5 separate regions of the Mus musculus genome follow, and all the other regions are linked to region 1. The links are chromatin contacts, called in public Hi-C and HiChIP or PLAC-seq maps. All regions are on one chromosome and are shown on one strand. Each heading gives the region's core, a stretch centred on a gene start, on an enhancer-like site or on the middle of the called end of the contact. The rest is flanking DNA. Distances are from core to core; before and after follow the strand shown.

What was found. A called contact is a pair of places that touch in the nucleus more often than the background predicts. HiChIP or PLAC-seq counts read pairs in DNA pulled down with a chosen protein or histone mark.
Region 2: a Hi-C map of muscle stem cells shows a contact between it and region 1, with 1.5 times the contacts expected there. The contact joins two enhancer-like sites. A contact is called at or near these places in 1 of 15 datasets of contacts at CTCF or cohesin (large pre-B cells), 2 of 484 Hi-C or Micro-C datasets (bone marrow-derived macrophages and muscle stem cells), 1 of 115 datasets of contacts at active chromatin or transcription factors (embryonic stem cells) and 1 of 9 other capture datasets (embryonic stem cells).
Region 3: an HNF4G HiChIP or PLAC-seq map of pancreatic cancer cells shows a contact between it and region 1. The contact joins two enhancer-like sites. A contact is called at or near these places in 2 of 115 datasets of contacts at active chromatin or transcription factors (embryonic stem cells and pancreatic cancer cells).
Region 4: a contact with region 1 is called in a FOXA1 HiChIP or PLAC-seq map of pancreatic cancer cells. The contact joins two enhancer-like sites. A contact is called at or near these places in 1 of 484 Hi-C or Micro-C datasets (muscle stem cells) and 1 of 115 datasets of contacts at active chromatin or transcription factors (pancreatic cancer cells).
Region 5: a FOXA1 HiChIP or PLAC-seq map of pancreatic cancer cells shows a contact between it and region 1. The contact joins two enhancer-like sites. A contact is called at or near these places in 4 of 115 datasets of contacts at active chromatin or transcription factors (the NIH/3T3 cell line, embryonic fibroblasts, embryonic stem cells and 1 more).

Annotation. Positions count from the first base shown.
Region 1 is chr2:61,244,702-61,249,760 of GRCm38.p6, reverse strand. No RefSeq gene overlaps it. Among named protein-coding and RNA genes, the nearest start is that of Gm26422, 33 kb to the left of the region's middle. Within about 2 kb of position 2,585, at least 56 of the 459 cell types and tissues checked have an H3K27ac peak or open chromatin away from gene starts, as enhancers often do. A contact at or near this core is called in the NIH/3T3 cell line, embryonic fibroblasts, embryonic stem cells and 2 more, where this site is marked.
Region 2 is chr2:60,745,363-60,750,421 of GRCm38.p6, reverse strand. It overlaps a transcript of Rbms1 not described here. Among named protein-coding and RNA genes, the nearest start is that of Gm33436, 55 kb to the right of the region's middle. Within about 2 kb of position 2,586, at least 77 of the 459 cell types and tissues checked have an H3K27ac peak or open chromatin away from gene starts, as enhancers often do. A contact at or near this core is called in muscle stem cells, where this site is marked.
Region 3 is chr2:60,807,988-60,813,046 of GRCm38.p6, reverse strand. The region is part of intron 2 of Rbms1 (RNA binding motif, single stranded interacting protein 1); the gene reads left to right. Among named protein-coding and RNA genes, the nearest start is that of Rbms1, 71 kb to the left of the region's middle. Within about 2 kb of position 2,221, at least 192 of the 459 cell types and tissues checked have an H3K27ac peak or open chromatin away from gene starts, as enhancers often do. A contact at or near this core is called in embryonic stem cells and pancreatic cancer cells, where this site is marked.
Region 4 is chr2:60,824,385-60,829,443 of GRCm38.p6, reverse strand. The region is part of intron 2 of Rbms1 (RNA binding motif, single stranded interacting protein 1); the gene reads left to right. Among named protein-coding and RNA genes, the nearest start is that of Rbms1, 55 kb to the left of the region's middle. Within about 2 kb of position 2,248, at least 64 of the 459 cell types and tissues checked have an H3K27ac peak or open chromatin away from gene starts, as enhancers often do. A contact at or near this core is called in muscle stem cells and pancreatic cancer cells, where this site is marked.
Region 5 is chr2:60,863,078-60,868,136 of GRCm38.p6, reverse strand. The region is part of intron 1 of Rbms1 (RNA binding motif, single stranded interacting protein 1); the gene reads left to right. Among named protein-coding and RNA genes, the nearest start is that of Rbms1, 16 kb to the left of the region's middle. Within about 2 kb of position 2,941, at least 90 of the 459 cell types and tissues checked have an H3K27ac peak or open chromatin away from gene starts, as enhancers often do. A contact at or near this core is called in the NIH/3T3 cell line, embryonic fibroblasts and pancreatic cancer cells, where this site is marked.

The DNA of each region.
Region 1 (5,059 bases), core at 1,336-3,835:
AGTAACTTCCTGATGTCTGCATCACAAATCAAACCTCAAATGAGAATTCTACTAGAAAGAAAGCCAGTAGAAAATGAGGAAGAATTGCTATGTAGCATTGGAGTTTTCTCCACAAAGTTAAAAAAAAAAAGTCCTTTAAACACCGTTTCACTTTGTTGGTTCTATTCTACAGTTGAGTGAAAAATCTCTAATAAGATTGGCCTAACAAGGCACAATGTAAGATATTTACTAAATGTGTGTTTACCCAACAGAAGTAGCTCATGGCTTTTATAGGAGATTTGTGGCTTCAAGTAGAGGAGAATGTCTGTACAGTCATCCTTGTCTGCAGGATACTCTAACTCTGCTGCCATGATACAGGGGGGACATATTCTCTTCCCATTCATTGCCCATCATTCCTTTCTCTCAGAGTAGCGTCTGTTTTGATTTTCTTTTCGACTATGTTGTTGTTTAGTTTTTATAATCTTTGACCCTCTTTATTAAAAAGAAATGAACCTTTGAAATAAACATTTTCATATGTAGAAAATTTTATTTGGCAGCATTTTAGTTAAACTTCAAATGCGTTGTAATAATATATTTCACATAGATCTTTATCTGATAATAGAGTCTTAGCATGAAGGAAGGAAGTTTAAAGTTCCTTTCTGAACTCTGCTTGGAATAGCTTTGTGACACAAGCTAGTCTTGGTCATTCTGGAAGAGAGAACCTCAGTTGAGAAAATGCCCCCACCAGATTGTCCTATCCACAAGCCTGTAGTGCATTTTTTTTATTAATAATTTATGTGTGAAAGGCCCAGATGACTGTGGGGGTGGGGGTAGCATCTCTGAGCTGGTTGTCCTGGGTTCTATAAGAAAGCAGGCTGAGCAAGTCATGAGGTGCTAGCCAATAAACAGCTCTCCTCCATGGCTTCTGCATCAGCTCCTGCCTCCAGATTCCTACCCTGAATATCCTCAGTGGTGGACTATGATATGGAACTGTAAGTTGAAATAAATCCTCAAATTTCTCCCTAAATTGCTTTGGGTCATAGTGTTTTATCACAGTAACAGAAACCCTAACTAAGACAAGACTCTATACAACAAATACTTGCTGAATCCTTACCTTCCGCTTCAAGATGTTGTCCCTTTCTTTCTAATTTGACATGGCTTAACTATGCCAGTGGTCAGGAGATGAGAGTTGACAAATTGGGAGGGAAAATTGTAACTGAAAAAGAACACAATATATCTTTTACATCTTTAGGAATATAAGTTGAAAATATAAAAACCAACCTGACTTCCTTTATTCCTTCTTTCATTTCTTCTTCCCTCTCTCTTTTTCTCCCCCTCCCTTCCTTCCTTCTTAGCTCACCGTAGTCCTTAAATTCTATCAGTATTCTTGACTATACAGCATAGTTAGAATGCACCTAGCACACAACCAGCTCCCCTGCAATATATCCCAAATGTTTTCTTTTAAAATTCAGTCCAGGTTTTCTGAAATTGAAATTCACATGCAACTCATTTGTAGGATTGAACATACATCTTATAGTACACACTGGCATTAAATTGAAATGTGAAGGATGAGAAGTCATTTGCGTGGGCAGGAAGCCAAATCATTCCTGGAGTTCTGCATGCAGGCAATAATTTACATCGACAGGTAGAAAACATGTTATGTGCTCTTGGTACAATGATACCGCAAAGCCTGGCCATGACTCATAACTCAGCTAGCATTTATAAATGCTCAAAAAATGTGGGAAAATGGATGAAAACTTGTTCTTGTCTGAACTCAAAGGCAACGGAGTCCTTGGGATCTGACAAGAGAATAAAGGAACAGGAGCAAAATAGAGGATGGGTAGGTAGATAGATAGATAGATAGATAGATAGATAGATAGATAGATAGATAGATAGATAGATAGATAAGGCCAGGCAGGCAGACAGACAGACAGAAAGACAGAAAGACAGACAGAGTTAGTGAGTGAGCTTTGGGTTTTATTTTCTATCATTTCTGGAATCATTCAGGACTTGAAAGAAGAGTTAGTGACATCTGTTATTGTATTCTTTGCCTCATTAATTTAAGATAATGTAATTGTTACTATTGTTAATCACTGTGATCAGCTCTAATGTTTTTTTCATCTCCTTCCTATTTTCTTTGAAATTGTTGACTGTGAACTAAAGAGCTTCAATATAAGCATTTCCCTTAAAATTAGTGACATTTGTTTTCTGTTAACAGCTGGTGGGAGCAGGCTAGACAGAGGGGAATAAAAGGACAAGCCACAGTCAGTGGCCTGCCTAATGCCAGCATAGTCAAAATTCCAAGACAATGATGACTATAGCCTTACGGTGAATAGCTCTTTTCCAGGGACAAATCGTATTAGTTTTTCATTTTCTTGAATAACAATTGATCTTTTCTTCCCTTGAACTTGTCCTATCTCCCCCCAAAGCCCTTTTATACAACATTTTTGGGGGGAGAGGAAATAAACAAACAAACAAACAAACAGTAAAGGACTTCAACCTTCAGTTCAGTTAACCAACAAACAAACAAAAGCAGCAACTGAGCATGCCTAGACTGCCTTCCCCAACCAGCTGTGCCCTGTTGGGCACACTGCAAAGATGCTGCCTTCTTTCTCAGTCACTGTGTGCACCCACCAGCTGTCCTACTGGGTCCCAGTGTGCACTACAAAGTGAAATCAGGAATGTTCTGCTTTGTTGTGATAACAAAGTTTGAGCTGCTGGTGGATCAAGCTGTTTCTCTCCAGACACTTAGCTCAAAAGATCTGGGTTTCTGGACAGTCCATCTTGTTCTTGTTTTCTTGGCAGTGCTCACAGCAGCCCTCCTGTGACTAGGGCAAAGTTTAAATCTTGAATTGGGAAGAGTCGGGGGCAAGTTCCCACAGGTGGTACTGTTCAAATAGTCGCATAAAGTGCTTCCTTTGTCGTTAAAACCAACCCTGTAATCTGTCCCAAGTGAAATGGGGCATTGTTTCAGAAACACCAAAGTAGATGGCTGTGTTAACAGGACAAAGGGAACTTTGTGTGATGAGGCAATTGTTGAACAAACTTGGTAAACAGTAACCTGTGAATAATATGAAAACCTCAAAGCTCAAACACCAGATGTTACTCAATTTTCATTGTGGCTAGGTTTTAACCATCCTTTACAAGGTGTCTGTGAATATGAAAGTCAGAGAGAAAATTATGCTCCTCATCTGAAGTGCACAAAAGGCAAAGAACTTTCTGCATGTTTCAATGTGTCCCTCCATGCTGAGACTGTTCCTGGGGACGCAGTAAGCCCTTCAGTGTTAGGTGTAGTAAGACATAGGATGGAATAAATTCTTGTGCACTGTTATCCCTTAGACAGTATTAATGGCATATCTTAGCTTTCTGAGTGTTATACACACCCCTAATTCCTTCACAAATGTTTGTTGTATATCAAGAAATAGTATCCAGCAAACTCCTAAACTTTTCCAGCCTCAGTTATTCCAGTTACTGTGAGACATGTCAAGACTTCTCTCCACAGCCTATTATTCTCTGTTTATATTAGTACTACATGGAAGTAGTTGAGTAAGATAAATGCCCATTACAACAATTGTTACGTCAACTTAATTCAAAAGGAGGCTGAAGGATTGGCTGTTTTTCCATTTAAATAAGAGTATATCTTCCCCCTTGCTCCTCCATTCTTCCTTTAATTCTGTGAATTCAATGTGGTTTTTTGGATAAGAGTTATCTTCACATTCTCAATCATCTTTTCATATGAAATATATTAGAACAGTTTGCTAGTTTCTGGTAAGATGATTTCAGAGTTAACCCTGGTACCCTTTGAACTGAGATTCTTGCTAATTTAATTTATAGCTAGGTGTCATGACACACCTAAAATCCCGGGCCTTAGGCGGTTGAGACAGGAGGCTTATGTCTGAAGCCAGGCAAAGCTACATAGAGAAAACCTACCCCAAAGTAAAGTAAACTTTTCCATACGCGGTCTCTTATCTCTTTACAGGGAGCTACATTGATTTGTTTGATCTAAACTTCAGACAGTCATAAACCACACTAATATGGGTGAAGACAAACAGCCCTTTTGTGTGCTGAGTCTTAACACAGGCTTTGCCTGTGAGTGTTTCCTGCTGTGTCTACCCCACCAAGAAACCGGTAGAAAGAGTACCATGGAGATGACCATAGAAACAGGATCGCTGACCTCTCTCAGGATCCTTCACTGCAAGGTCTCTCAAAACCTAGTGATACCTATCCAAAAGGACTACGGAGGAATTATGGGAAGACAAAAAAAGACACTTGTCCTGTCTTTCAGAAACAATCAAGGCAAGGAGATATGAGTGCGGAGCAAGAGACAGTAGCAATCATTTCAAAGAATAATAAATAACTGGTAGGGCTACTGCTAAAATAAAAATGAAGAGTTCTTTGACAAAAGTAAAAAATGTCAGAACATTGACTGCAGACCAGTGAACAAGGACCTATGATGGTGTTCAACTAGCAAATGAGCTATTTTGAAGCTTCCAAGAATCCCTTATTCACTTGTCTCCTACCATAGTAGAAGCCCAAGAACCTGGGCTCAACTGGGATTCTAGCCTAGGAAGCAAGCTCATGGTACACCCAGCCAGGCGGTCAGTGTCACTGGAGATCTAGATGGGATCTTGGTAATTCCAAGAGTGAGGGAGCCAGCTGTGTGGTCTACCATCAAAACTAGACTGATAGAACCACAGTAATGAATTCCCAGAGAGATATTCTTTAGATGGAGAGGAATTTGACTGCTGGTTGGGGGAAAAAAGCCACTGTGCTTTGTGTTAATAAAACTCCACTTTGAATGGAATGCAGAGGCTAAAACATGGCTCAGGAAAGCAAATGACAAGTCAACATTTTGGCTGGAACATATATCTTTCTATGGCTTTTTCAGGCCCTGTCCACTTAAATGACAACAAGATACAACATTACTCAGAGGGAACAGTCTAGCATGAATATAGACTTCTACAGTTACTAATATTGTACAGTGGGTATATAGGAGTGCTAAGAAGTAGGTGAACTTTACAGAGGTTAAAAGTGCCTGGGTGGATATGGCCACTCAGCTACTTATTATGTGCGCCCCCCC
Region 2 (5,059 bases), core at 1,337-3,836, 500 kb after region 1:
ATAGAGATATCTATATGATCAAGAGAGTTAATTTTTTATTTTTGTTCTACTAGTGCTACATACTTGCCAGTGGTGACTTATTTACCGGTTCAAGATGACTCTGTAGTTTTCTTTCCTAGGACTTGTTAAACGCCAAAAGACATTTTTGAACTGTACATTTGATCAGATTGTTAGCTTTTTCTGTTTTATTTCTTTTGAGAACCTTTGAATAAAAACATCTGAAACTTTCTTCTTCCTGTCGGTTTTTTGAAAGTAGATGGAAGTCACACATCAAAATGTCACCTCACCTCTGACCTCGCTCGTCAGCTCAGTAGGCTGGTTCAGAATTGAGTTGAAAATTAGGTCAGATTCCATATGGACAGAAAATTCCATTTTCTTGAAAAAAAATAAGAAACCTTTCCACTCCTGTGTTGCTACTTGTTTAAATCTGTGCTATGACCTTAGATATCTATTACATATCACCTGGCCCTAAGTCCAGCCCGAACTACCCCACTCATGGTCTGCTTTGGAGCTTCTGGTTCTTTTGTGGTATTGGCAACAGTCCTTGGCCTCAGACATCCTAGGTGGTGCTCTTGCATTAATTACCCATTGCTTGGAACAAAATAAAGACATTTTCCTATTTGCAGCCAGCACTAATATGTCAAAATAACCTTATATTAAACCACAGCCTTTTAAAAGTGGGTTCTTTGTTCACAATTGGAGGCACCCATGATGCACTTGGGGGATGGGGATGGGACCTCTCTTTTCCCTCCCTGACTTGCTTTATTGAAGGCATATAATACCAAAAATTGACACCTACCCAAAGTAGAGTAAATGTTTTAATGGAGTTCATATGGTACTGTCCATATAGTTGACTCGACCAGAGTGGAGGGTAGAATTCCCACTACATTTCTTATTTTCAGTTGTTCAGTTGCTCTGTGTATGTTTGATGGAAGGCTGCTCATAAACCACAGTGCACACTTGGGAGTCAGGGGACAACTTGTGTAAGTTAAGTTCTGTCTCTGCCGTGTGACCCTAGAGATCAAATTCAGTCAGCTCGCTGCACCGTCCCGCAGGCCCTCGTTTCTGAATGACTCCTGAGGTCCGTGGCGTGCTGTCTGAATTAGGTAAGAGACATGTAGATCCCTTTACTTGGAACAGCTGAGAAACCCTATACCCAGTTCTTGATGGCTTCTTGAGCAGAGGAAATATGTCCCCTTGATGCTGAGCAATGCTTCAGAGACAAAGGATGCCACATCCCAGGCGGAGCATGGCTTCAGACAAAAAGGGCATTTCGGAACTTAAGGAATAGATGCCACCACGCTTACTAACTACATACCTATGTGCCCTTCCCTATGAATAACAGCAGAAGCCAGAGGAATCACTAAGTTGCATGGCATCGTAAGCTTTGTTAACCTAATAAGGTCTCACGTTCCCTGTGTATCCAACTGACTACATTAGACAGTCATCCCTTGGTATCCACAGGGGGTATGGGTCCTAAGACTCCATAGATGCCAAGATCCACACATACTTAAGTCCCTTAAGTAATAAATTTGTGGGGGCTAGAGATGGTTCAGTGGTTAAGAGCACTGACTGTTCTTCCCAGAGATCCTGAGTTCAGTCCCCAGCAACCACATGGTGGCTCACAACATCTGTAATGGGATCTGAGGCCCTCTTGTGGTGTAATGGAAGAGAGCTACAGTGTACTCATAAATTAAATGAATGAATAAATAAATATTTGCATATAACTGCCTATATAGTTTGAGTCATTGCTAGATCTTGTGTGATGCCTAATGCAACAAAATGCTGTCTAATAACAGTTATATTGTAACGTTCATAATGACAGGAAGATAGTCCATGCATGTGCAATGCAGAGGTATTTTTCCCTTAAATATTTCATTGAGGACTCTCTAATTCTCATGCAGAATGATGGACATGGGCTAGCCATTTCCAGGAGTTTAGGAACACCTATGTACATGGAACTTGACGTAGTTACATGTTGACTTAGTATACAAAGACAAGGGGCAGCACTTCTGTGGATAAGCCAAAGTTTGCTGGGAGGTTAGCTTGTGTCAAAATTACCTTCTAGTCGGCAAAGTGGAAAGGTTGAACTGTGGGTTGGAAAAAGGAAAAGTATGGATACAACAGTTCTCTAGTGTGTGCTTGCTGCCTTTGGTGGCATTGCAGAGTGCTAGAGTCCCGGTACCCCAGCATCCTTGACTTGATGAGTGAAGGCCCTCTGTATGTCCAAGGGAGCACAAATACAATATCAGTGGGAGAAAGGTGAGGCTCCCTAGCCCCTTAGGGACTGTTTAAATTTGGACACACAACCAACAGTAAGTAGCTTCTCCCCGTCTGCACAGCCCAAAAGAGACAGACCCAGAAACATTGCTACAGAGATCATCAGCCTATCACACTCTCCCTCTTCCCCTTTCCACAAAAAGCCTAATGTATCCAGTAGTTGGGGGAGGGCAGAAGAATCAGAACTTGGGTTTGAAGAAAGCTAAGCGGTTTCTTAAATACCAAAGCAGTGAGATCAGCATCTTCAGCCATGGCTGGGGACAGGGTGGTGACCATGTGCTCTGTGGCTGGCTGCTGTGCACTGGTCAGGATCATCAGTATCTGGGGTCACTGGCACAGCCAGGAGGTGTGCGTGCATAGCCTTCTGGGGGATCAAGTGCTCAGCAGTGGAATTTGAATCTTACTCATGGGCTCCAGAGTGTCTCAGGCACTAGAGCTCCATCTCTGTAAGATAAGATCATGTTTGAGCTGGAGCCACTAGAGGGAGGATTTTATTATTCAACCTTCAGTGTGAGCCCAGAAAGAGACCAGAGGCAGTACGAACTTCAAGGCCAACTGCCAGAGAGTGTTGAATGTCTCAGAGCATGTCCTGCTCAAATTTGGGCTTCAACGGAAGACCCCAAATAGTCGTATTAATCATAGAGATGGGAGCAAGCACCCACATTGTGGGCTTTGTTGCTTAGACTGCAGAGTGACTTTGGTGGGATTTCTAAGGCCAGAGGTGGCCACGGAACAGCAAAAGCCAAAGAGCTGGCAAGCACATAGCTAGGCACAAAGTACCATTAGGTCTCCCTAGCTGCTCCGAATTAAAAGCAGGTGGCATTGGCTTAAACACACACAGTAGTGCTATTATTATTATTCTAAAATGTGAAGACTTGATCATTCACATGGGCACAGAACATAAAGAAGAATAGACATACCCCACCCTTTGGTGCCCCTAAAGCTGTTCTGCTGCTTGTTCCTCTAATGATGCTTCCCCACACTTCACAGAGTATCTCTAACAGCCTTCACATCTTCTTGCCAAGTGGAGACTCTTGCCATTTCACCTCCTAGTGTTGGTTCTGCCAACTGGAATAAGCCAGAATCCTGTTCCAGAAGAAGTCAGTCTGAAGTGAGCAACTGTCACTCAACAGCGCTGTACTTCTCTGGGTTGAACATCCCAGAGAAGCTCAGTTTTATCTCTTCCCCTTACTGCTGGCTGCACACTCCACCCCAGCAGCTCGCCGCCCCCATGTACCTCAACTGACAGCAGTCACTAGGTCACCAGGATCGCCCCCTGCCCTGCTCCATCCAAAGACTCACAACAGTTTCCTTCCTGACTAATTGGGAGCATGATAGATTCTTGAAATATGAAGCGAGAACTTTGGTGACCAGAAGAGTACTCATGCCAAGGTGTTGAGTACAGAATTGTAGGTACAATACAACCTTAAGTATGAAATATTTAAGTATGAAAGTTGAGACTGTATTTCAGAGTGCTTAGTGGATAAAGACCTTATGGAAAGGCCTGTGGAACATTTTTATTTATGTCTAAAACTATGCAAATTATTATGCAAATGCAGGAGAGATGGCCCATTCGTTAAGACTGGAGCAGCTCTTCCAGAGGATCCAACTTTGGCTCCCAATACCCAGGAAGCCCATGACCACCTGTAACTCCAGATTCAGTGCCCTCTACCAGTCTCTGTAGGCACCCAAATAGACATAAAAATATTTTTTTTTCCTTAAGATACTGTATAACACATTGGAAAGCAAGGTAACATGACATGATCTCGAATGAATTGTTCCTTGAGGGAGAAATGGTAAGTTTATCGTCTTGATGTGGCAATGTCAAGTAACAAAATCAAGAGCTATGTAAGAAGTTTGGGAGATCTGTGAAGGACCACAGCATTTCTCCTGAGAAGCTCTGACACACCAACCTATTCCTCATCTCTGATAAGAACTACTCCAGAGCGTTCACTGCTTTCTAGACCTTGTGACAGGTACAAACACCTACCTCAGCTCTGCCCTTGCCCAAGTGAGGCTTGGAGCAGAAGTCCCGAGAGTGGGCATTGCTATGCTGCTCCTGGTCTGAAGCCACTGATGTAACAAGAAGGCGTTATGTTGTCTCCTATTTGTGTATTTAATCGAGTAGCATATCAGATGCTTTCTATACAGCATTCTGAATTTTTTTTAACCAGCTATCATTTGTCCTCAATTACAGATTATGAATCAGCCGATATCTGTAATGGTTCTTGAATATCTGTTCATTGAATAGGTGGTTTCTTCTTGGGTACGGCAAAGGACTGTTCTCTGCAAGTGATTTTGAGATGCTATAGACTCTTAACCGGTGTGCTGAATTATGTTCCAGTCAAAGGCTCTTAGCCCATGTACTTCATCCCTCTTAGAGCTCCTTTCTCTTGCTTGACACTCACACTGAGAGTGTGCATGAGATCACAATACCTCTAGTGGCTTACAGAGCATTTTAAGCTACTCTCAGGACACTGTCTACTCTGCTTCACCAGAAACAGTTCAAGGCTGTCACTAGATTGCACATTTGGGTAAGAGGCCTTTTCCATAGCCAGCACACTGGAGAACAAGCAAACAGTAACTTCTGTTTCCTTACACGGTACCTTTTCCGAGGATTCTCAGAAATGATAGTGCATCCCTGGTTTGCCAGCCGGCAGACCCTTGAGAACTGAGGACAGGAAACACAGGGTCCTGAATGGCCTACGGTCAAATGCTGTTAACATTAGTCCTCATTCCTTCTCCTAAATTAACAAGAAATGTCTGTTTTCTATAATGT
Region 3 (5,059 bases), core at 972-3,471, 440 kb after region 1:
ATTGCATGTGGAAACCCTCCCAGGGTTGACTGTGGAGAGCTAACTCAGAGCTCATCGCAGCAGCACTTGGCATAGCTTTTCCTGACTCTTAACGCTAAATGCTCACATATTCCTTACAAATTCAGCACAAATACAAATCCCACATTGTCCACCAGTTTCATCAATGTTCTGTCGTGGCACCCCTTGTAGAGTGTTGTATCAGAGAAATAGAATAGAACCCTCTGGTACTGTAGATGGATACTCTACAGTTAGTAACACAGTATGTCCTCATTTAAAAAAAAACCAAACTGTTCCTAGAATTGAGTTCTCAAATTGATCATCATGGAATGATGTACAGGCGTGGGCATCTTGGGACACGACACATGGCTCTAGGTTCGTCTTTCAGACAAATCACGCATCTGCTCTCTTTCCTGTTCAGGCAGGAAAGTCCTGTAGCTTCATCTCTCTGAAGCGCTTGCTGGTTTTCGAAAGCCTAGGTTGTCACTTAATACCTTCCGAGTTCCTGTCAAAAGTTGTTTCCGATTCTTCTGTTCTTCAGGGTGTCTTGTGTTTTATGCCCAGCCACTAGGAGGAGAAAGTTTGATATTTCATTGAGTGAACCTGAAAATGCTTATTCTCGTCACCCTGCCCTGCTGCTTCTGTGACGAACCCGGGGTTTGAGGAGGGTTGGGAGTCGGTTCTAGGCATTGAGCTGCGGTTTAAGGCTGTTCTCTGCCTTCTTTCTGAATCCAGGTGTTTTGAGAGGAAGCACACAGGACTTGAAGCGATTAATGAGCCCAGTGTAGACCTGCCTGGGTGTTAAGGGGGGCAATTATCACCTTTTTGGATGTGGTTTGGAGCAGGCACTGACCTGTTGGAAGGTCTCAGGCTGGCCTGGTGGGCCTGGTCAGGTGAAAGAAAGCAGTGTTTTGATAAGCTGAGCTCCCAACCACCAAGTAGTAAGGAAGATACTTGATTTTTGTCTAGGACTGTATTTTGTATTCTACTGCAGTTCTAAGACAAATGCCATATTCCTTATAGGAGAGAGTTGTGGTATCATGATTAGAATGAAGATTATATGTAATTTGTATTATCCAAATGAGCAGAAAGCCAGCCCACCTTGGGGCTGTGGAGATGGCTCAGGGGTGCTAGGGAAATCAAGTGCTTGCCTTGCAAGCTTAAGGACCTGAATTTGGTCCCCAGTACATATGTGAAGATGCAAGGATGTAGCAATGCCCTTGTAATGCCATTGCCTCAGAGACAAGTATAGGAGGAGCCCTGAAGCTCAGTGGTCAGCCAGTCTAGCCTAATTGGTGAGTTCAAGGCCAGTGTGTGACCTTGTCTCTAAGAACATGTTCCTGAAGGTGACACCGAGGTTGTTCTCCAACCTCCACTGCACACTTATCCACACACACGAACATGTATACACAGACATGTATATCTACACAAAAACATGTATACACACAGACACAACTTTCAAAACGAAAGTCTACCTACCATAGTTGACTCTCAATTACACCATTACCCAGCAGTATCTGGGGTTGGGTCTACAAACAGTAGTTTCACCTCCATCTGAATTGTTTCGTAGCCAGTCCCCTCCAGAGAAGGCACACTTGAACTTTAAAGGGCAAGTAGTTTACACTTGAAAATAACTGTTAGTGTGTGTGTGTGTGTGTGTGTGTGTGTGTGTGTATATATATATATATATATATATATATATACGTATATATATATATATATGCGTGCATACAGTGTCTGTATAGCTGTCCTGTGTGACAGTCTTACTGTGTTCATTGATGTCATTCCCCATTCATATGGTGTCATGCTTTCAAATTTCCTTGTAACACTAGTATTTCGGATGTCTTTTGAGTAGTAGTCATTCCAGGTTCTAAGGATCCATGAAATACTTCTCTCACATTTAAGACACATTTTACTTTAATTTAAATTGTCTTTCACTCTAGTTGTGTGTGTGTGTGTGTGTGTGTGTGTGTGTGTGTGTGTGTGTGTGTGTGTGAGTGATTGAGTTGGAATGTGTACACACTTACACCATGACTCATCAGCAGACAACTTCTTGGGATCAATTCTTGCCTGTCACCCTTCTGTGGGTTCCAGGAATCATACTCTTCTTCATCAGGCTGCAGGCAGGGCCAGCCTCCTTCACCTACTGAGCTGTCTTGCTGGGCTCAGTCTTTTAAGCATAAAGTTTAAACAAAGCAGCTAAGGAAGCAGGAAGCCAAGGAGCTGCCTCTCTGCTGCCTCAGCAGGGTGGAGACAGGAAGTGTGTGGAGACACCATTGCTGACCCACCCCAGCCTGGCCTGCAGGGACAGGGAAGTGTCAAGCCTTCCTGGCTGCTGCCTGGATTCTCACATGTGAATTCTTTTGTTTATGGTCTGCTCAGTTCATAGACTATTCTACAGAACTTTACTGAGTTTTTTTGTTTTGTTTTGTTTTAATTTAAAGGTAAGAATTACACAAATCCCATCAAGTGTGCTTTTTTAAAGTTATTTTGAGCTTCCTTTTCCCCTTGGTTATCTATAGAAATAACCCTTGTTGTTACTGACATGAATCCTGTTGATTACTCTTGGTCCACTTGCAAAGCAAGAGTGCCCAGCTCCTGCTCTCCAACACAGAATAGTTTTAGGCTTTTATTTTTTTTTAACTTTTTTTTTATTTAACTATTAGTAAGGTAAACAAAACTAGGGCTTTTTGGATAGTTTTTCAGGTAGAGTTAAAGTTTTTTTGTGATGTTAGAAAAGAATCCGAGGCCGGCCGGTGTGAACGTTCAAGGATGAAAAGCCAGAATCACAGAATAAATTTAGCTCTTGGGAAATTTCTTACACTTACTTTTTTGGTCACCACTGGTGCCCTGCAGTGACCATGTAACCCCTCTTAAGTCAGTTTGTAAAGAACCTTACCCAGGCAGTCTCGTAGCGCATCCTCAGAGCTCTGCCAACACATTCCCCACTGCTTCCCATGGAAAACGGCCTGCCTACAGTCTCCTCTCCCGGGTCAGTACCTGCAAGGCCTTCATCTGTGGCTTCCTCTAGGATAAGGCTCTAGACCATGGTACGCGATGCTTACTCCCTTCAAGTGCTGTGGCTCATGCTATGAGAATGCAAGTCTCATGGAGGAATGGCGTTATGGCAGAACAGCTCTCAGCTCTAGTGGCAGGAGCAGAAGGCTGCTCCCTGACAGCCTAGCAGGCCAGGAAGCAGAGAGTAGATATGAAGTAGGCCAGACTACAGGATGTAAAGGTCACCCTACTGACTCACTTCCTCCAGAGGGCCTTTGCTCCCTGAAGGTTCTTCAACCTCCTGTAAGAGCACCACCAGCTGGGGTCCAAGTCTTTAAACACAGAGCCCAAGGAGGGCATTTCACATTGAAACCACAGCCAGGTTAGTGGCAGTGTTCAGAATAATTCTATTCAGACAGGAAGCACTTCATCAACACAGGCTGTGGGTACTTCTCCACGATTTTCTTCTGACTGTTGAGACTCTCTGTGTGTGCAGACGTAAACAAAGGGTCAAAGGGTGCAAGTCTAGGACAGAGCCGTGCAGGGAGCACAGTGGAGCTGAGAATGCTGCTTTCTGTGCGCACGATGCAGAGGCAGCGCGTAGCTCATCTGCAAAGGTCAGGAGGAGTTTGCCGTGGGGAAGCGCTGGTAAGCGGCAGAGTGATAGGACGGTTACCATGGGAGGTATTGTCTTACAGAGCAGAGAATGAAGATTGAGCAGAACAGGTTCAAAGGCCTATAAAGAAATACACCATGGAGCTAAAGCTTTATTTCTCTGTTTAGCTGCCATAACCAAGCACCACAAAGCTGGGAAGCTTAGAACAAGTGTCCATGAGCCTGCAGTTCTGGAAGACAGAAGGCTAAGTTTGACAGGTCGGGGGCACCATGTCTAGGAGAAGCCTCCCTTGTCACTTCCTAGCTGTGGCTTGTGGAGATTGGTGGCTTCTCTCGGTACTGCCAGCCGGAGCAGCACCCCATTCTCTGCAGGACCACATGGACTACCCCTTGTTCTTATGCAACAGGTTCTCTCTGAGAAAGGTGCCAGTCATACTGACGAAAGACTAAAGGCAGGGGTGGGAGGACGGCCACGTGACCTTGATTACATCTGCAAAGGGAGCCCTCTTTCAAAAGAAGGCAGAGGGCTTAGGACTTTGACATAGCCTTTGGTGCTGACATCATTCCACTAATAACTATGTAGGGAGGAACACTGAACAAGAAGGCCAAGAGCATAATTTACTTTTATAACCAGGGTCCCTGCAGCATAAATTTTAGTTATTTGGAGAACTTGGCATACCCCTATCAGAAAACCCACGGTTGTTTTGTGTACGTGAGCCAAACCATTTTTAGTTGTGTTTTGCCACTTTAGAACTTAGGGATGGATTATTTTTACCTATTAAGTGTTACTGGGCCATCATTAGCCAAGTATTAATCACAGTTTGTCAAAGTCATTAACTACACTGTCCCAACTAGCTCTAGGACATTGATATTTCTGATGATATGCGACCGACCAGTCACTTGATGTAGGCTGTAAGTTTTGGGTTTTTAATATGCTGGCTAAGGGCTGGGCTTTCAGGATGGCCACTCTGCACGTTGCTCTATGCTAACTGAACACTAGTTTGATGAGTTATTCACTTATCCAAACCAAATTGCATCTTTCCTGATCTCATGTGTCTAACAAGCAAAACAAAACAAAAAAATTTTTTTTAATTTGGCACAGATAAAGCAGCCCTTTCTTTCTCCCCACTTCCCCAGATAGAGTGAACATTTACTGCACATGGCTGCGTGGTTGGCTATTAAGGAATCCACTGGTTGTGTGAGTCTTCTAGGAAGACATGAACAAATGTGTATTTAACCAAGAGAGACCACAGATGACACACCAAGGAACCGTTGGCTTTACAGAGGCCAGTTTGGGTGGGGAGACATTGGCATGTTGCTCCTGGGGCTCAGGAGCAATTTGCAGGCCACTCCACTATGGCGTCTCCTCACTTCCTGCAGAGCTTTCTGCCTGCACACTTTGTGGGATGGCCTGGTGAGTGTCCTGTTTCCCTAGCTTCCTGAGTCCATG
Region 4 (5,059 bases), core at 999-3,498, 420 kb after region 1:
GTCTTGAAGGTTCACACAAAGAAAACTCTGTTTCTCCATTGAATTCCTAATAATGCAGCTGCTCACAGGTTTCATGGTAGACAGAGCAGAGAGACAGGAGCACCTAAAACGTAGAACCCATGCCAGCCCATGATGTCACTTCATCGTGATTCAACTGGCAGGCCGTTCTCTGTTATACAACTGGTCCCTGGGTGCTGGGAGCATTTGTGCCAACCAGTTGTACCTGCTTCTGGCATGGTATTTGTTTGAGAGTGATGTGTATGTAGGTCGTTGGTACAATTTTATATGAATGAACATGCGCAGGCTTGAGCGCACCAAAAGGGAAAAAAAAATCCTAAGGCAGAGTAAACTCTCCTAGTTAGTGACTCATATCTAAGTTCAAATTTACTAGAGGTGGGAAGAAACACGTTCGTCCAGTATCTGCACATGAAGCAACATCATACAGATGTGGTCATCAGCGTGTCTTTTGTGCATTCACATTTCCGATCATCTGTCATATTGAAAGGTTAAGAGGTGGTAGAACAAACAGAAACTTTATATAGTCGCCTGTTTTGATAATCACTCCATGGAGCATAGATTTCACTGGGGGATTCAAACTCATCACAGCTTTATTCGTTAAAGCTACAACCGTCTGCATATGGCTCCTGTCCTCTTCAGCCAGCTGACTGGCATTGCACAGAGGGTGTTGCCACTAGACTCACCCGCCACCCACCATCCACCTACCCTGAGGAAGTGCCTTCTGTCTGTAGAACTGAGAAAATCAAAACTCACTGTGGCTCAGGACTTTACCCCATTGAACACTCAATTTCATAATGTTTCCTTCTTAATTTGACATCTACGACATTCTAAGTTGTAATAAACCCAGTGTTGGCAGGCCCAAGACATTGCTATCTGGTTCTTGCATCTAGGGAATAGTGTACTCGTGGCTTTATTCTCTCTTCACCTTTAACTTCGTATCTATTTCTGTCTGGTGTTGCTGCACATATATTTGCCAAAAGCCTTGACCTTTTGAGGGGAAGAAGTGTACGTAAATATTTCCCATGCTCTCTGACTACTTGTTCTAAGGTTGTAGTATGAGGAACGTGGGTTGATCATCATCTTTTGTCAGTCTGTATAGCAGTCATTAGTCTTATCAGAGTGGCTCCCTTGGGAATACTGGTGCTATTTCTAGAATCTGATGGCTTACCTCTGGAAAGGAGATCTGATCCCTTCTCTTAAGGGTCCTTCAAAGAAAGGAGAAGATGCTTAACAGTTCCCTGAATTGTCAGCAATCATTAAAATCAGCAAATGCTCAAAACTGACTCACAGCAGCCCATAACTTGACATCTTCAATGTAAGAAAGGTGTGTGTGTGTGTGTGTGTGTGTGTGTGTGTGTGTGTGTGTGTGTGTGCGTGCGCGCGCACTAGTTTGTGTGTATGGTGTGTGATTTTACTTATTCTCACTTGGCCTCACTCCATTGCCTTTCTTCTTAATATTGAAGGCAGGAAACAACCCAGCTGGGACATATGTTTTAGCTGCACGTTTATTTCGCTCGTATTTTAGTTACCTTTTTAAAAAAAGTAACAATTGTACTGAGCAGGGGAGCACACAGTTGGGAGGCAGAGGTAACTGGATCTCTGCATTCAAGGGCAGCTGGTCTACCTAGTGAGTTATATTCTAACCAGAGCCACACAGTAGGGTCCTATCTCAATTTTTTTTAATTTAAAAAATAAGTAAATACAATTCCAGTTTAGAGTTCTTGGTTCTAGCGTGTGGATTGCTTATGGGCTGGCATTCCTCTTCTGGACGTAGCTCATCCCGCACATGCTAAGGAGGTCACGATTGCCTTTCTGTTGGGTGTCCGCTGTAGCAGTGCAGCCTTTCCTGGCCTACAGAGACATCGTGGTAAATCATCTGAGTTCTCCAGGACTGTTTATGCTTCTCCACAGAGCTCTTGCCCTTGAGTCTTTCCACTGATGTGATGGTTTGCCGACTTTGCTACTCTTAGACTCAGGACTGCTGGGCTGCTGCATGGGCCCCACCAGTAAGCCTCGTCCAGAGTAGAGTTTTAGAAGAACAAGGTGACGTTTCTCTGGGCACATTAGCGGCCGTCCCCTCTGCACAGGTGTAGCTGATCACTTATAAACAACCCCAGCAGTGCAGTCTTAGGCATGCTGGGGCCACAGGGTCACAGTTGGAGACTTGTCCCAGGCTGAGCATGTCTTTGCATGTTTTTATACCGAGCTGAGTCATAAGAATAAACATCTCTGGGCATGAGCCTGAAAGCTCTGAATCCCACTGCTGTCCACATCTGCACAAAATGTACAGGTCGGCCCTGGTTCTGAATGCTGTTCCGACAAAGAGCCTTGGCATGCTTCTTGTGGCTTTTTCCACCCCTTTTGTTTTTCCACTGAGACAGTCACAGATATCAATATGGCTATAGACCCCGCCTGCTCTTTGCCCTTTCCCCATGAGTTTTCACTATCCCGTGCCAGCAACAGAGAACTCCTTAGTGTTTATCCACACACCAGACTTCTTTTTGCCTGGCCCCTGACTCCCTTTTTCTGCTTGTTAAGACTCTGCTTGTGTCACTGACTAAGCATCCTGCCTTAGCCACCCTGTACAGAGACTAAGCTGCCTCCAGCTATGCTTGGCCTTCAGAGTCTCTTGTCCTGGTACCACTCACTTGTCAGGACACCTCGACCCTCTAATACTGTGCTGTGCAAAGGCCGAGTCAGGGGTAGATAGTTAAGTCAGTATCCGACTGCAAGCAGAAGTATAATCTCCAGAACTCACATGAAAAATGCCTGGCATGGCCATGCCCTTCCAGTCACGGTGCCAGGAGGTGGAGCCGGGTGGATCCTTAGGACTTGCTGGCTATCCGGTCTGGCCTAACTGAAAGGCCCCATCTCAAAGGAGGTGGATGCTGTTCCTAAGAAGGACACTCAACGTTGTCCTCCAGCTTACACACATGTGCAGGTTTGTACACATGTACACCCACAGACATTGAGCACATACATGCATAAGATTAAGAATCACATTATATACAATTTGCTGGCTATGCATACATACATGCAAATATCAGTAAATAGTTTTTAATTAAGAAATAAAATGCCTCTGTATATATCACCAAGAAAATTGGGGTGTTGAGTGTAGAGCCCAGATTATATAGAATTGTTATCTTGATGACCAAGTAGAATCAGTTAACTCCCCTCCCTTGCTAAGCTGCTGTGAGGGAATGTGGATCACTCAGTGTTGGGAAAGGCCGTGGTGAAGGAAATGATACAAATTTTTCTCCCTCATCCTGTTTTTCTCATCTGTTTACTGTTATCTTGTTAGGTATGTTTCTGTAGCATCATCCACTTTTTGTGAGAAGGCTAGCCACCGTAACTGAATAGATTAAAGAATGACGAATAAACCAGCTGCATGCTCTACACTGGTGATATCGCCAAACAGAGCCAGGGGTCAGAGCCAGTGGCCACATGCTAGCACCTGTGCCTTCTCCAGTGGAGCTGCTAATACGTGAATGAGGACACTCTTCCTGCTTGGCCTCAGATTCCCTCCCTACTCACAGGACCACAAGTAACTCACCACACCCAGCATGCCAGTTACAAGTTCTCAGAACTCCCAGCAGATTTACTTCTGGCTCTGGTCCAAAGCAAGGAGAAAGAAAAGGCCACTCTGTTTCTACAGAACTAGAGCCTTGACTAATTTCAGGGTTTCTTTTTTTTTTTTTTTTTTTTTTTTGGTTTGTTTGGTGGTGGTGGTGGTGGTTGGTGGTGGTGTGTGTGTGTGTGTGTGTGTGTGTGTGTACTTAAATGTACTCAAATGCATGTTTGGGTTTTTTGTTTGGGCTGTTATTATTATTGTTATTATTAAAGCCCCTGTACAAAACAGTAATCCCAAGTAATTATTAGCTGAGCTATCTTCCATTATCATCAAGAAATACATGCTTCTAATTAATCTGGCTTTCTTTTTTTGTTGTTTGTTTTTTGTTTGTTTGTTTGTTTGTTTGTTTGTTTTGAGACAGGGTTTCTCTGTGTAGCCCTGGCTGTCCTGGAATTCACTCTATAGACCAGGCTGGCCTTGAACTCAGAAATTTGCATGCCTCTGCCTCTCGAGACTATGTACATGCATAGGCATACTCACATTCATGTGGTTATATGCCTGTGTCACATGTATATGTACACATTGGCATACATACAAGCTTATGTGTTTGAATATAAGATAGAGGCATGCAGTGCAGTCTAGTTTTAGGTCATGTTGACACAAGCGAGAGTTATCTGAAAGGGGAGAACCTCAATTGAGAAAATTTTCTCCAATTAGAAAATATCAGCTTACGGTATTTGCTTAATTATTGATTGGAGAAAGGCAGAGCCCATTGTGGGTGGGGCCATGCCTGGGTTGGTGGTCCTGGTTCTATAAGGAAGCAGACTGGGCAAGCTAGTAAACAGCACCTTTTCATGGCCTCTGCATCAGGTTCCTGTCCTTTTGAGTCCTTGTCCCGACTTCCTTCAGAGATGGAGTCCACACACACTGCTGTACAAGTGTAAGCCAAATAAACTGGTTTCTCTCCAACCTGATTTTGGACCTGGTGTTTCATGACAGCAATAGAGAATTCTAACTAGAGCACATACAATTTTTATTTCTGTAAATAAAGTAATGAGACGCATCAATTAAAAATATTTTTGTTTCTCTTGTTAAGAGAGTATTTTAAGTGGCTTGGCTTTCTGAAATACCTTACAGACAACATCAATGCATGCAATCTGTGTTATTAACAAAATGTTAGGCAGCATAGGTTATTTTACGATAGTCTCCTTTCTCTCTGCATTGTAAGAGCAGTAAATAGAAAAAATGATCTTTAATTAAATAACAATAATAAAACCATTGTTTTAAGTAATAGCATTAGAGCTAATTACTATACCAGCCATTATTCTCTTCTCAAAGGGTCAAAACTCAGATATAGTCAATCTTTCTCTCCCCCTTCTCCTCCTCTCCCCCTCTCCTCCCCTCCCTTCCTCTCCCTCTCCCCCTCTCTCTTCCCTCCCCCTCCCCCCTCTTCTGTCCCCCCTTCTCTCT
Region 5 (5,059 bases), core at 1,692-4,191, 380 kb after region 1:
ATAGAGTAACAGTGTAATGCCAGGCACTGCTCCTGCACACCTGTAACTAGCACTAGGAAATCAGATGGAGGGGACTCTTGAGTTGTAGGTAGCCATAGATGCCTAAGCAAGACTCAGCCTCAGAAACCATCACAGCAACGTAGAAAAACTAGAGTCTTGAGAGAAATTCAAGGGAGAGAGTGTTTCAGATTCTGAAAGGTCCTGATCATTGTCCTCTAGTTAAATCTACGAAGTAAGATAGGAAACAGTACCCAGCAGAGTTGGGATTGATGGTCAAGAGGGATAATCAGTAGAGGCTTACTATGGTATTAGTGGTGCATTTCATGGCTTATCTCATGCTGGGCTGACAAGAGTGTAAGCTTTGTAGCTCTCAGTCTCGGCCACAGTTGTCTGGTACCAACTTGACAACTTGGAAGCAATTGTGGATGATCTAGGGGTGGCTGATGTAAAACTTACATACAAAAGCCAGCATGAGCCGTGTTGGTTCTGTGTACCACAGTCTGCCTACTCCTCATGGGTGGATCTGTCTTTGTGGAATCTTTTACCTAGCGTGTACAGAAGGAGTAGAAAGAAAGCGAAGCCAAAGCAGACAGCAAGGATCACTGCGAGCGAGCGAGCGAGCACAGTCAGCGTAAGATAAACAGCAAGTGAAACCATAGGAAGGTGGGTGTGATTCATAGCTTGCTCAGAAGGTTTTGAATTTAGGGTTCAATCTTAGATAACTTTGGTTATACATGGGGAGGCATTCTTGTGTTTATGTCATCCATGGTGTGTGTGAGCATTCTCTTTCTCTCCCTTCTCCCTGTGTGTGTGCATGTATGTGTGGCTGTGCATATAGAGGCCAGAAGTTCAGGTCAGGTGTCCTCTATCAACCTCTGTCTTATTTTTGAGATAGAATCCCCAGAGAACTTGGAGCTCACTGATGTGGACAGACGACGCGGGACCTTCCCTTCTTCCTCCTCCTGACTTACTTTGTTGAGTGTGGGTGTTAGGATGTTCCTGTAGCAAACGCTTGACACACTGAGCCATCTTATCAGCCTGACTTTGGTCACCTTTTTTTTTTTTTTCTTATTTGGTCATAATACTGAAATGGTGAGAACATTGTAAAACACAAAAGGCTACTTGGAGTAAAACATTTTCTTTGAACGTGTTTTTAGTGACATAGCTGTTTTACTGCTATAGAAACAAACAGCAGGGAAACACCGTGCAGTAGTGGGCTGGACCACTGTGAGGTGTGTCATCTACTAGGCCCATTTCAGCCTAGTAGATGCTTACGCCCTGTTCTGAGGCTAGACAGATGAGGGCACTGACAGAGCCATGCTTCCTCCCAGGAGCCCAGAGTGCTGGAGCAGGCTTTCCCCTTGCTCTTTGCTCTTACCTAACATTGGCGTTGAAACTCTTGCTCTCACGGTGTCTCCCTGTGCCCAGAGTTTCCCCTCTGTTCATCTATAACAGTCATGGTGTTTGGGTCCCTGTGTTTAGACATTTGACTATAAAGAAGATCTCATTCCAGGATACTGGGGGGTGGGGGGACAGGGTCAGAATCCTAGGCTGCCTTAGGGGATTACATTTCATCACTAACAGCATTCATTTATTTGAGGCAGAACTCCTCAATTGGGCCTAAATGACATCCATAGTCATAAGAGCTTCAATAATGGAAGTATTATATTGGTGACACACTGTACGTAGTTGTAAGGACATTTTCCCCTTTGTGGCTGAATTTTAACTTGGAGGTTAGAAGATTCATCTTCATACAGAAGGCTCAAACATACAAATGATTCTAGAAGCATCTTCCAACTCTAGCCTTCAAGGAGCTCCAGAACCGCTCTGCTTCAGCCAAGCCCATTCCCATCCTTCTAGCCTGAAGCTTCTCCCAGCTTCTAGAAGTCTCTCTTTTCCCCTGCTCTCTCCTAGGCCTTTGTTAGACCATTACAAATGGCAGCAGAACTCTGTCTTCCCACCTTCAGGTCCCCTCCCTCTTGTCTCTTAAGTTCTACCTGAAACTTGTGTCAGAATTGAGCCCTCCTGATGTGGTTTTCATCCACCACACCTGAGTGGTAGTGTGGGCAGAGTGGAAAAACCCAGGCATTCACTGTCTTTATCTGCAAAGGGGATTCCTGGGCCACCGTGTTGGAGAAGTCAGGTTGTTTGTGGGGGAGTGAAAATGACTCCTACCATTAGTAGGGAAGATTGTTGGAAGAGATTCTTGCCCATTTGTAATTTTCATTTGAAAGTTACTGTGTTAGAATGTAAAGAGGTGTTACAATGTAACTTTTTGAATACTTAAACGGGAACTTGTGTGTCTGCTTCATTAACAAACAGGTGTTTCACTTTTGTTAGCCTTCACTTAAAAAAAATTATTTTTTCCTGATTGGTTAATAAAGAACAAATCTCAGATGGCATTAATTTGTAAGGAAATCAGTTAAATTAGTCCTTTCTTTGAACAAAGGGCTCTTTCTTGTGTGTTATGATTGCTTGAATTGTTCCTTCACCTTTTGATTGGGTGTGTGTCTTCGTACAAGTCAGATTGCTAAATGTATATGCGCCGTGGCGTCTCTCCATGAGCATTGGGTTTGTGTGATTTGTGCATATTTTAAGGGCACAATATTTGCTGATTCTATTCAGTTTCTTTCAAAAAAATTTTTTTTCTTTACTGTATTTAAAACAGGAATTTAGTCAGGCCCAGTTTTCAAAAACCGCACCCAACATGTGAAGTTAGGCATACTTAGTAGTCACTGTCTCAGCAAGCTTCTGTCTGTCCCTGTTTGGCAGCACTAAGTGTCAGGAAATACACCTTAGGTGCTCTGCACTTTCTGCCCAAAATGAGGTCACTGGATTTTTCAAGGGAGCCGGTTTTGTTTGTTTTGACCTAGGGAAGCACGTAGAGTTGTAACCTAGAGAATTGGACATTGAACTCGTGGCATGCCAGTTCGGGGGAAGCTGTGGAAACTCTCAGGTCTGAACGATGTCAGAGCAAGGAAATAGAAAATGCTCAGCTCAGCTTGGCTCAGGATCTGGAGGGTGTGTCCAGGGAGGGTGAAGTTTTAGGACAGGAGAAGCCTTTTCCTGTTGTCTCTCAAGTGTCATCTGAAGAGAGTCAGGAGGCAGAGTCTGTGGGGAATTAGGGACAGTGGTAGCTGCTTTGTAAAGGACATAGACACAGAGCCCAAAGTACCCCAAGTATGCAAATGCATCTTAGGGACCGTGGACAGGACCAGGCATAACACCAGGACCTCTGAATTTCAGGGGCAGTCTGCACTCAGCTCTGCTCTCTCCTCTTTTACTATTTCTTAAGTGTGGCTGGTCATAATCAAAATCTCAAACATGAAAACAATTGTCTCTGTGTTATGTATTCCCAACATGATGGGGACATCCAGGGCTCTGTGGGTGATTTAGAAACTTGTAGAAATCTGAGGAGCTCCTCATAGGGTTTACTGTGTCTTCTCAGTGGTAGAAAAATGCACTGTCACACACTAGTAATCTATAAGCCTAGAGGTAACAGAGACAGGAAACATATATGTGTGGTGGAGAATGACAGGTTCCTGAGCAAGTGAGTCAGAATTGACTCTAAAGAAAAACAGGGACTCTTCACTTAAAGCTGATGTAAGAAAGTTCCTTGGAACCCTCATTAGCCTGAGCCCTGGCAGAGCTAAACTCATCTCCTAGAGACCTGCGAGTGAGTGTCTGCAGGAAAGGGCTTCGGGAGAGTCTGCATTGGTGCTGAGCCGGCAGAAGCTTCAGGGCCACTGTGATTCCAGGACCCAGCTGAAACTCAGAGACCCAGGATGGGGAATGACTTCTGTTTCCTTGTTTTCTTTCTCGACACCTTATTTTGCCCTGTACATTTTTACGTAATTCCCTAGTGTGTGTGTGTGTGTGTGTGTGTGTGTGTTGGGATCCAGGAGTCTTGTGGGAAAGATAGAGCAAGAAGCAGAGATTCCAAAGCATCGCAGAGACCGTGTACAGGGATGGCAATGAATTGGCATTTTCCTCCTCTGCTGCCCTTTCTCCTCATCCTCTCTGCTGTCACCCTAGGCAGGGCTGCTTCTTTGGCAGCAGATCCAGTGCAGCTTCACTCCACTGTCAACAGGCAGGTTGGCAGTCTAGGCAAGAGGCCAGGAGGCCATGGTGTGCAGCTCCTCCCACCATCCCCAGACACTCAGCATCTGTTCACTTAACTTTACAGTAAATGCATTACTGAGTATTTTAGGGGGAAAATTAGTGATTCAAAGCTTTTACTAAACTGTAGAGGCTTACCCAGATCTTACTCACCCCTCTTTTTTTTTTCCTCTCCTTTTTCATTTTAATGGAGTTTTAGGACTGGTCGCGCCATTTTAAGTTCTTACCTTCTTGCCAGCAAAGGTCGATCACACAGTACACTGGGTAGAGGGAAAATATCCTTAGTGGTAGTGGAAGATGTAAATTTCTGGCCTTTTGTACTATTGGCCTTCAAGCTTGAGAAGAGCACAGACAGAGCAACCCTAATGGAGCCCATGCCCGTGTCTAATACCCCTCCACCCATGCTAGTCTCCACTTCAGGTATTAGAAGGTATGTGCTGGAATTCCAGGATTTTAGAGAGGCTCTAGCCAATGCATGTGTACTTAGGACTTACAGGTCATTGGACTAACCAATGAGAAGGTCCAGGCAGTCTAGTGGTTTTGAGGATAGCCTTTCCTAGGGAGCCACGCCCCATCCCACCCCACCCCCACCCGCCTCTCATATTTTGCCACTTGAACTCAGTGTGATTTGTTCCACTCTGTTTTTAATGTGCTTGTGCAAAGGAGCTTGAGAGTAGGAGGTGGGAGACTGGACCAGCACTGTGTATAGGTCACTTTTAATATTAGAACTGGCTGTGGCATATTTAGAGAGAGGCCTGGGAAAGATGGGCTTGGCACAGACTATACTGGCAGAGCACTTCCTACTAGCTTGACATCTTCCTGAGGCTCTGTTGTCTGTACTTACACAATGTCTTGATGGACCTTGAGTTGGAATGGAATCAGTGACCCAGGCTTCATGTTACACACATCAAGACTAAGAGAAAAGTTAGTTTGCCAAGGG